Linked DNA regions of Columba livia: region 2 is linked to region 1. Evidence: chromatin contacts called from public Hi-C data. All regions are on one chromosome and are shown on one strand. The core of a region is the stretch at or near the end of the contact, and the rest is flanking DNA. Distances in the headings are between cores, read along the strand shown. Region 1 has its middle 80 kb from the start of IRF2BP2. Region 2 has its middle 30 kb from the start of TOMM20.

Evidence for each region. Hi-C and Micro-C count contacts between places; a contact is called where the count stands out from the background.
Region 2: a contact with region 1 is called in a Hi-C map of liver, with 2.1 times the contacts expected there. The contact joins two enhancer-like sites. A contact is called at or near these places in 2 of 2 Hi-C or Micro-C datasets (crop and liver).

The regions. Positions count from the first base shown.
Region 1 is chr3:78,818,852-78,824,802 of bColLiv1.pat.W.v2, reverse strand. No RefSeq gene overlaps it. Among named protein-coding and RNA genes, the nearest start is that of IRF2BP2, 80 kb to the right of the region's middle. Within about 2 kb of position 1,317, at least 3 of the 3 cell types and tissues checked have an H3K27ac peak away from gene starts, as active enhancers do.
Region 2 is chr3:78,904,896-78,910,356 of bColLiv1.pat.W.v2, reverse strand. No RefSeq gene overlaps it. Among named protein-coding and RNA genes, the nearest start is that of TOMM20, 30 kb to the left of the region's middle. Within about 2 kb of position 2,991, at least 1 of the 3 cell types and tissues checked has an H3K27ac peak away from gene starts, as active enhancers do.

The DNA of each region.
Region 1 (5,951 bases), core at 68-2,567:
CTGTGCTCAGGTCAAGTGTAATGTGGCCAAGCATTGTGCAACCTCCTGCATGCGGTCTCAGCATTGAATGGCCAGGAGCCACGGGATGGCTGAGGTGCGAGTCTGGTGAGGAGGGACTTGCTGGAGTGGTAAGCAAGGTTGGGGGAGACGGGTGGTCCTGGGCAGCAGGGAGCTGCGAAGAAAACGGATTTGGAGGAAGGCATAGATAACTCAGGACCTCATTCTAGACACTCTGGATGGGCCTCCCCGAGCCCTGCAGAGAGGCAGGTGAAGGCTGGGAGCTTCTCTTGGCTGTTGCTTGGGCTTCAGGAAAGTTGCTTTGCAGGCAAACATGAAGCCCCGTGTGGGTTCCAAGTACAGTGCCCAGCTCCCCCGGGCAGCATGCTTCCTCCCCTCTTCTTCCTCCTCTGCCTTTTGCTTCTGTCTGCTCTCCAGGGCTGGGAGCAATTTGGTCAAGACTGCTTTCAGTGAAGTGTTTGCTAAACTTTGTCTCAGAGAAGGACAAGCCTGTCTCATCAGCTGGAGCCTTTGGCCACTGTTATGGTAAAAATAAAATCAGTTTCCATCAGCATCTGCAGGAGCGCTCACTCATGCCCAAGGGGACTCTGAGCTTGGCATAGCTGTTTTCTGGTCTTGTCTGTGCCTGAATCGCTGTGGATGTCCATCCTCCTGTACCTGCTCAGGTTAAGTGGATGGATGACAGGGCTCAGTGGGGCTTCGCCCCAACAGAACAGCCAGATGTCTGAAAGCAAGCTCCCCAGGAGGCTTTTCTAAGACTCAGCATCCAACGTGGAAGGTGCCTCCCAGGTACCAGCCCCCAGTTTAGAAATTCAGCGTGCTGTGCTGACCAGGCCCTGCTTAAATATGTCCTGATTAATTAAGTGTTAGCCCGTTTACATCAGCCCTCCAGCCCACTTGTCCGCTGCACAGAAAATTACCCCTTGATGCTGCGGGAAAGAAAGACGCCTCTTGCTGTTTGGCCGACTCCAGGCTGAATCAGCTGGCCAGGTGCACAGCCGATTTCCATTGCTGCTTTGAAGCTGAGAAGTATTTTGAAAATAATAGAGCCTTTAGCCCTGTAAATAAAAGCCATTTATCTTAGGATGAAAAAGTGCTGGCATGGAAAAATTCCAATGCTATGAAAGTCTCTTTTCCTGAATGTCTTGGATACTTGCTGGATTAGGTTCACTGGTATGGAGCTTGGAGTTATGAATGTCTCTTTTACAGAAAAGAGCTGCAGAAGGAAAAGGCAAGCACTAGCATGCCTGTAAGTGGGACAGAGCGAAATTCTCTGTGGACTAGCCGTTTCTGAGATTGCTTTTAGAGGTACGGTCAGTATTGCAGCAGCGAACTGAGGTGGCAGTAAATACCCTATCGTAATCATAGCCGTTACTGTTTCCCAAGGGTACGGTATCAGCAGAACACCTTATATAAACAAAAGTGAAGCACTGTTGGCTTTGCTCCGCACGGCTGTTTAATAACACTTTGTGCTCCATACGGAAAGTGTCAGAATGTTTTATAGATGCTAATTAAATTTGCCTCACGATGCTCTTGTGAGGTGAGGATGTGTTCTTAGCCCTCTCCTTGGGCTGAGCATGTATGCAGCGCAGGACTCCCAGCTGCATGGGGTGCACACGCCTGTGCTTCCCACCAGGAGACACCCTGGTGGAATGGGACCTTCTGCAGCACCTGGTCTGCTCCACCGCCACCTCCCTGGCTGGTTTCTCCCACCTGGCACTGTGGGTGGGCGTGGGAGGAGGTGGCAGTGGTGGTGAGCACGCTGCTCTGTCACCCCCCGGCAAAGCACAGGCTTTCTCCTCAGTCAGAATGGTCTTCCACCACCCAAGGTCTGATAAGCAGAGGCAGAAAACTCAGGTCCTCCTCTCAGGTCACCCAGGGTGTCTCTGATGCATTTCAGGACCTTGTGCCAGCTTGCAGTGAATGAGTTCCAGGACTTTTCTTACATGGTCAGAGACTCCAAATAGCAGTAGTGGGGATACTGGCACGGAGTGCTCTCGCTTGCATTGTGCATGCCTCTGATATCTTTGTGTGAAAGATGGGATGTTTGCTGCAGTTTTGCAATGATCCTGCCCTTCTCATGCACAGTAGCCCCAGTTTTGTCACAGACATCAGTGCTGGCCCCAGGGATGATATTGGATCTACCACTGATGCTTTGCTTTAAATAGATCCTAAGCAAACCTCCCTGTTTGTTTTTCTTGACATGGTACTGACTAGTGCTTTCCAAGAAACAAGGAAAAAAAGCTGATTCACAGTGGTAACTTTGACTCCATCTGGCAAAAGCAAACTGATCTAAATGAGAAAGGCACAGCCATGAAGAGGAAAAGTAAATGGGTCACTGCGAGAAGCAGCCTGTTCCTTCTGACCTAGCAGCTGCAAGTTACAAAATCTCACTGGTGCTTGGTTAGAAGACCCCTCCATTTTAGGATTTGCTCTGTCACAAGAATTCTAAAGGGCTTTCCAGGTACATGGGATCTGCATATGGAGTTTCATAATGGATTTCATAAATTTTGCTGCTCTGCTAGATTATTTTGCTTCCAAACCACCATTTGCTTTTCTGGTTTGCATGGCCCATGAAGCTGGTAGGCTTGTTCCTGTTGCAGGGGCGAATTTCTGACAGAATGGCCTGGGGAACAGAAGGGGACGTGCTGGTTGCCCCACTTCTCACCCTCCAGAGTGTGCTGTACTCCCCCTCTGGAGGCTGCAGGGTTCTGGTGGCCCAGAAGCTCAGAGAAAAGGCTGAGACCTTCTTCCAAGCAGGGCACTGGTGAGGACACTTGTTTTAGGGCTCTCTGGTGGGAGGTCTGGACTTAGGAGAGGCTCAAAGTGGTACCCTGGAGGTCTGCACCTCCTACACTGGACAGGGGACCTACTGTGCATCCTGGGGAAAGAAACTTGTGGGAGCCCCTCAGAGCCTTTCCTATCCTCTCTTTTGCTGTGCCAGTGTCTTCTGGCTGGAAGTTCAGCCATCAGGAGCCAAGAAATCATCCTGGCTGTGCAGTACTAACACACAGGCCATTGAAAATGGTCCCAGTGATTCAGAGTGAAGGAAAAACACTGTGCTCGGGCTTGGGTCCCTGTTATGAAACAAAATGATGAAAACAGGACTTTTTAGCATAGTCTCTAAAATCCGACTCCTCTGTGTTCTCCTAAAGGTTTGCTGGCTGGTGTCTGCCTGCAGTGCTGCCTGTGCTCTGTGGGGCCACAGGGCTCTCCACCTGGCTGCCCTTGGCCAGCATTCGGCTGCCAGAGTGCAGCTGCTGGAGCAAGAGGCAAATCCCAGTGCTCAGGGCTTCAGCCTCAGTGAGTCACCAGTGCTTGGCCAGTGGTGAGCTCAAGCTGCAGCATTTCGGTAGACCTTTCTGAGCCTCTCCCTCTGACCACCCACAGGTGCTTGAAGATGTGGTCTGGTTTGCCTGGGAATGGGTGTTCGGGCTGGGTTATTCTACCAGCAGGAAGCTGACTTGGGAAGTCTTCATGTGAACAGCTGTGATCTGCTCAGGTTTAGATCTGAGTCAGGGGGAGTCCAGGTGGGCATTACTGCTGCTGGTTGCAGCCACGCTGGGAGAGGCAACAGCACACGGAGATGCAGTGAGGGCTCCAGGTGATCTTCCCTCTCCCTCAGCTGGAGGTCTGAACTGGCCTCTCCATCCCTTTGTGAAGTGGCCACTCTGAGTAGTCCACATCTAAGTCCATGAACTTTGCTTAAGGAAGAGGTGGAAATCTAGTCTTAGGGAGAACACTGTGCTTCAGAGGTAATTATTTTCATGGCAGGCAGAGCCAAACCCGATATTGCAACACATGCTGAAACATGGATGTACTTGATGGCTTCATCAGGTCTGGATCTAAATTTTGTGACTGGCCCTGTCTTAATGTCTAGCTGGACTGCATGCTCCCAAAATCCAAACTATCTACCTCCTAAAGCTCTCCCTCTGCAGAGAAATTGCCAAACAGTATTACCTATACACAGCTCATCAGGTGGGCTTCTCATTGTAGAGGTGGTGAAAAATGCAGTTTAGTTTTATTTTAACACTATGTTCACACATCTTATTAGGCATACAAGAATTGCGCGAGAGAGCTCAGGCCAGGTTTCATTGTCCTTGCCAGCCAGTGAGCCGGGGAGCATGAGCCCCCCAGACAGGCTCTGCCATGTTGACCCTCCCCTTCCCTGCCTGCTTCTAATTAGAGCTCAGCTTCAGCCGTGAAACTTGAGTCTGAGGGCCACTTCTACAAACCGCCTGTTATCATGACATATAACTTTGGCAAGAGTAGGCAGTCTTGATGTGTAGGTAGAAATCCCATCCTCATTTAAACGGACCACTGGCCTTTTCTAACACTGCTTAGAATTTGGGCTTTTTATCGTCAGAATGATAAGGCTCTGGTACTTCCCGCTTGGATTTTTCTCCTGCTTGTAGTGCCTGGAATAAGTGTTAACAGTTTATTGATGGAAATGATAATTAGGGGATTTGTCATAAGAAATGTGCATGAACTTTTCAAGCTGTCATTCAAAAAAAGATTTTTTACAGTCAACTCTTGATTATCTGTGGGTGTATTATCTGAGCTGCAGATTAGATGTGCAATGTTTAAAAAATACCAGAACTGAAGTGTAATGCACAATGTTTTTTCTTTTTTATTTATAACCTCACACTGCATCTTAAACTTGTTTTTTTGAAGGTAAAGGTATTAAAGCACTACATTTCTGGGGCCTTATTTACATGTATTTTTTATTATTTATTTTGCTTTTCTTTCCTTGCCCTCATTACTCCGGATACTGAGAGCAGAGCAGATCAGATTATAGCATCTGTGGGGGAGGGCAGGTGACATGGTAACCTTTCCCCAGCTGTTTTCTTCTTGTGCTGCCTGAGAGTTTCTGCAGCATGATGCTGCACAGCCAGACGGGGTGGAGAGGAAGAGGGAGTGCTCTGCCGTGAGGAAAAAAACAAACAGTCTATACCTGAAAGAACATGAGTGAGTGACAAACAGCTGAAAGAGAAGGGATGTCTTAGAAACCATTTGTCAGGCTGGAGAAGCAGCGGCTTGTTAAAAACATGCCTGTTCAGTGAAAAGGATGAATTGACAGATGAAGGCTCAGTGCAAATTCAGCTGCCATCACTTCAAAAGCCCTCGTAGCTGAATCAGCAAATTTATGTTTCTGTACATAATGGATGCAGCCAGTGTGCCATTACGATGCCCACAACAAGAATTGCGTTAAGCTCCTTAAATTAGCTGTTTATGATAGTCACTCTCTATAGCTGTAGCTTGTTTTCCCCTTGGCCTCCTTGTCTTCTCCCACCTCTTGTTTTTGCAGCCCTGGGAACAGCTGCCTAAGCAAGGATTTTGGGGAGGGATTGGTACTGCCTCAGTGCTACCCATGCCAAGATTTTGAGCCATGCCTTTCACACTCCTTGGCCTGTGCCGTGCCCGCAAGTCCCACTGATCTGTGCCGGTGCTGCTTGAACCCACCGCTAGCCAGGGGCCGGGGTCTGGCAGCATCGATGGACTGACTTGCCTGGCCCTGACATGCAGGAGCACAGAGCCAGGGCGCCAGGTGCTTTCTCCCCACACTCATCCCTGCTTCTTCCTTGCTATTTCCTTGCCATCTCTGCTGCCTGAAACACCGTTCCTCTGCCACTGCCTCTTCCCAAGGGTCCCTGTGTCTCCCCAGCCCAGAGCTGCTGCCCTGCTCTCCTCCCCATGTGCTGTGACCTGGGCTACGTACTCCTGCCTGGCTTAGCTCCATCCCTGTCAGTGTTGGGTACAGCTAGTGCTAGAGAAGGACACAAATCAACCCCACCCAGGCATCGGCAACATTTGGGTCCAGATCCCTGGTTTGAATAAAAAGCTCTCTAAGAAGTGACACCTGTTTTGGTTTTGTGGTTTTGTTTTGGTTTTTGTTGTTGTTGTTGTTTGTTTGTTTTGGGTTTTTTGTGTGT
Region 2 (5,461 bases), core at 1,742-4,241, 84 kb before region 1:
GTGAACCTCACCTCAATGCAGAGTGCTTATTCAGATGTAACCATGAAAATGAGGGCTGGCTAAATAATGCCTCCAACTGAAAGGATCCACTGAAGCTCATTATAATGATCTTAATGACTTCCAATTCAGCTGTGTCTGTGATACCAGAGTGCAAAGATAATTAATGGAAGTGCTAAATACTATTATTATTTTATATTAGTGACAGGGTGGGGGTGACACCTGGCGAGTCCTTCCTCCATCTGGCCTAGAGAGGAATGAGGGTTCCCCCTTTCCCTCCACCCTCTCAAGCCTGGGAATGATGGACTGTGCAGGCAAGGTGGAGCCAGCACTCCGTTCTCCCTTGCAGCTGCAGCAACCTTGGCTCTTACTTTGCATCCCTGGTGTCAGGAGGTGGCTCCTTTGCACAACAGGAGATTTGGTGCACATGCAGCAAACTGGGAGAACGGAGAAATGCCCCCACACCACCCTTCCTGCCGCTGTCTTGGCAGCAGAGGAAGCAAACATGCTGTCTTGCTCTGTCCCCTGCTGTTTTTTCTGGTCTTTCCCTCAGTTTGCTCTGTCTCTGCTGTGGCCCTCTGGTACTACCTGATGTTGGATTTTCCCTTCATGCTCTCTCCATACCTGTTTGATCTCAGCTGGGCCCCACCAGTACAAGCACTCCCTCGGCTTGCACAGGATTTCTGTTTCTTCTGTGCTGGCGGATCAGACTCTGAGGACGAGGAGGGAGGCACTTGAACCTGGCCTTGAGTGGGGTCCTGGACCAGATGACCTCCTCAGGTCCCTTCCAGCCTCAATTATTCTGTGATTTGGGGACCCTGGCTCGCTACTGACATTGTTCTAGGCCAGGAAAGTGCTAACCCTTTGACCCTTGAGGAGATTTTAAAGAAACAGTGATAACTCACGTGGTTAACAATTTGCTGTCTGACTTTTGTGTAGGGCCCAACAGACGCCTCGATCGGCAGGAACCCTGCGTGCTGCCAGGGTCTGTACAGCAAAGCCGCAGTCACCAGCCCTCCTGGGTCACAGGTGAAGTGGTGAGAGCACATTCGCTTAGCTCTGCTCACTGACCGTGCCAGCCTGCGCCGGGAGAAACCTGTGCCACAGTGATTCAGACTCAAATGATTACTTGACCCAAAGGAAGGCCTGATGATACGCTGAGGCAGGGACACACCAGCAGTGATTTTAAGGTGATTCACTGCCTGTGCCCTGCCATTCAAAACATCCTCTGTATTGCACAGGCAGAGCCGTTCACAGAGGCTGCAATGAGGAAGTGATATTTGCACCTTTAGCTGCCGCCTTCTCACTGAACCTTTCAGCCTCTGGCATGGTGCTTGTCTTCCCTGGGTCATGCTGACACTGAGAGGTTTGCTGGCAGGAGGCAGCTCCCTGACGCTGCCGTGTGACTACAGCCTGGCACCTCCTGCTGATGATGTCCAAATCAGTTTGGCCAAAAGTGTGGTGCAGCCAGGCATGCTGGTGTCCTCCCAGCACCGTCCTGTGCCATGTGGAAGCACATCATTGGACTTTGATGCTAAACTGAGGGGCAGGTTGGAACTCAGAGTCAAAGTCCTTTAATTCTCTGTGCTCCAGCCTGTAATTTGCACATCATTCTTCAAAACTCTTGTAAATTCTTTGCACTGCTGTTCCCACTTCCATTTTTCATGCTGTCAGAAATGTGGAGCTCACACAGCCCAGACTGCTGCTGTGTTTCCTTTATAGAGGGGCACAGAGCCTACTGTCTTTTTTCATTTCTCACACTGCTGTCTATACTTTCCTTTTTCCTGTTCCACCCACCTTTTTGTCCTTCTCTCTTCCCCTCCTCCAGATTTTCTCCTGCCAGATACGTGCATTCGTATGGTTTCACCGAAGTGGTCTGAGTGCACTGACTACATCTATCTTGTCATGCCAAATGCTTCCCAAAGCGCTGATATTAGTGCATGCAGAGCAGGGAAGTCCTCGCACCTGGGAAGTACCATTTTTCCTGACCCAGGAACTGATGGTGCTTGTGGCAGTGTGCTGGAGGCACTGGTAAGATCTGACGCATGGAAAGTTCACTCGTGTTGGCTGGGACTCACAGGTGTGTTGGGGCTAATAATGCACATGGCTTGTATTGTGCTTTCCCTGAAGCTAAGTTGAGCAACGTGTTAGTTAACAAGTTAGGCATTACTCAGAGCTCCTAAACCTCGTGTTTTGCCAGTGACAAAGTTGCGAACTTGTAGTACAATACTCATGACATTTTCTGTGTAGTGTAATGGCCAAGCTCCAGCAGAGTTGTGCTCCAGCCTCTTCATCTGACAGTTCTGCCTGGACTTTTTTCAAATTTAAGTCTTCAGCTGTCATGCACTCTTGCCAGCTATCCTATATGTCTAAATAAGTAGGTGAACTATGTCTGGAAATAATCTATCTTTCTGACGAATTTAGCCCTTTCTTCCTGTGAGTGAACTGTCTTCAGACTGTCTTTCAAATCTATTTTATGTGCAGTAGTATTATTTGTGCTTTGCTTAAATGTGTGTTAGCTATGAGTTCTCTGTGTGCTCCTGGATGTAACTGTGGTTTTAAGTACCCACTGCTGGTTATTCATAGCACACATTTAGTCATTTAACAAACGCGGTATTAGTTCTGCTCTCTAAGTGGATGACTAATACTCTTATAAATAGGAGGAATGTGATCTGAAAGGTCACGTGACTGTTCCCAGTGTGAACATATCCCTAAACTATGAGACTTCTCATTCCAGGAGCGTGCTTGCAAAAAAGAAAATGCTGAGTATCAGAAAGAAGGAAAAGGGTTCAAACCCCATTCAAGCAATTTTTCTGCTTTAACTCAAACAATTTGCAATTGTTTGTTGAGTTTTGCATTGCAAAATATTTTTGCAATGTTTGCTTTTCTTTGCAATTTCTCCTGACCTGCTTGGGAACGTAGGAATTGCCTCATTGGAACAGTCCTGATCTCTCTCCCATGTCAGTGCCCTCTGTTGGAACATAACAGGACCTAGATGTTTCTTATATCTACCTTTAAATTTCTCCCTAACCTCTTTCGTGTCCCATTGGAAAGCAGGACAATGCTTAACAATGGATTCCAAAGAAAATTAGAAAACTGTGTGGTGCCAGTTTCTGCACTGCCTGTAAACCACCAGCTTTCCTCAGCTCAGTGCCATTGGGAGAAGATGCTGTGCCCCAGGCTCGCTGAAGGTATGTCTGTAGCACAAGCTTAGCCCGGGATTGAGCCCAGTCTATCTTCATGGACTGCCTGTTTGGTCAATTTAAGTCCTCCTGGACTGTGTTCAGAAACCATTTGGGAGAGTGCTGGTTGGCCTGGGCCAAAACTGTACCTGGGACCACACAAAGAGCTGGAAGGTTGGATGTTTGAGCTCCCCCTCTCTTGTCCTGATTCATTGGCTTGATTTTCTGCTCTAGATGCTGCCAGTCTGGCTGTTGTCAGGCAAGTTACCTAATGCGTGATATAAGAAAGAGAAGACTCTTCCAGCTTCATTTCTAGCCTTTGTCCCTTTGTGCCCTCTCTCAGATGGGGTAAGAGTGCATCCTCACCTTCAGAGTAGTGAGGCTGCCAGAACTGGATACATTGGGAAGGTGGGGTGTGGTACAGGTGAAAGTCCAAATTCACTGCAATGGTTTATAGAAATTTGATTCAGTGAAGAGTTGGGCCTATGGTATACACATGCCATTAAGATGGTACGCTCAGATCACAGACCTAGCACATGCCATAAAGATGTTACGCTCAGATCACAGACCTATCAGAATGTTGTCCATGCTTATTATACAGTTACAGAATGCATTAACGTTAAAATATGTGGGCTAAAAGCAATCAGTGCCCTATATTTTCTTCCTGCCAGCCTTTGTCTTGACTTCAGGTTGCAGATTAGAAAGGACAGCTGAGGATCCGGGTGCCCCCAAGCAGTCTATACACAGTCAAGAAGTCCTAGAGATTTGATAGACTATACATGATGTTTCTGCCTGAGCACACGACATGTTTCCTAACTTCGGTGGTCTCAGAGGTTTGATTTCAGTGGAAGATAGTATATAGAAATTAAACATGATTGAGAAGTGCATATGCAGGGCTTATGGAACAGTGTGCGTGTCTGCATGTGCGTGCATTAAAATAACAGGGCAAAGGTGACTGCAATGTATTATTTACCTGCTGGCTCAGATTTATCTGCCTGCCTTAGAGACTGCTGGCTCTTGTCTCTCAGATTTTGTTCCTAGAGAAAATTTCAGTGCAAGGCACTGTGTTTGAGGGCGCTTTCCTATGGTTGGCTTTGGGGGGGCTGAGTGGTGCATTTAAACTGAAATAAAATGTTCCACTCCGGTTTCTTTGGATGTGCCGACATTTGCTTGCTTGTGGGTGCTTCTGAATTTCCCCCTCTCCCTTGGTCAGTAACAGAAGCGTTTTTCTTATTGATGGCAAGTAGGTAGTAGTGGTGGGGACAGGTCTTGTTTGTGGCTACTGGCCAGCTGACTATGGACAGTGATAAAAACACAGAAAAATATGAGAGAAAGGAATGAATAGTGTAATTACACCTGATAAGTATCAGCATGGCAATACAAGTGCTATATACGTATTCAAAACCTACACATAAACACATAAACAAAAATATTCAAGACATGGAATCAGGTTCTTCCAGAGAGCAGCCACAATTCTATAAAGAAACAAGAAAGGTTGTTTGGGTTTTTTTTTATACTGTAGTGCTGTCAGTCAGACCCTCCCTTGCCTGCACCTGGGAGAAGAGTGTGTTAAGTGTGAGCAGAATACCTGATCTGATCGTAACCAGCATGGCAGACACCTGTGCAGCACCTCACTGCAGCACCTTCCTGTGCCGGCTGAGTGCCAGGGGAACACATCACGACCAGTCAAAAGCAAACCTAGTTACACTAGATCTTGAGCAAGGTCCTCAGAGGTGACTGTTAGAAAAATGCACCTACACATTCCAGATAGATCTTTTTTCAGCACTGTTCAAATCTTGCTCTCTACACCTGGACAAATGCAAACCTGGTTTTTCATGTTGCGGGGTAGTTTCACTTCTGAACAGGAGCCATTTTGCAAAGGAGGAAGGAGAAGCACCAATCCTGCTCCCAAGCTGCCACCTCTCTCCTGGGGTTCAAGAAAACCAGAAAGCAAGCCCCCAAATCCTTTTTCTTTTTCACAGTGACACAACGGAACAAAACAGGATTTCCTTCAAAGCAGTGACAGGACAGGCTTTGCAGCATTCTTACAAGGGTGAATTTAGATGCCAGGGAGTGGAATTTCCAAATGCATTTCCCTTCCTACACCTTTTCTTTTTCATCTCCATAAATCTGTGTCATTTTTTACAGAACCTATTTTGGGGGAGAGAATGGGTACAGAACAAGCGATGAGCTATTCAGAGCTAAAAGAAGAGATTCATGCTGCCAGAGGTAAGACTGCAGAAAAATGTGTCAGCGTAGCAGATGATAGTTCTTCTCTTTTA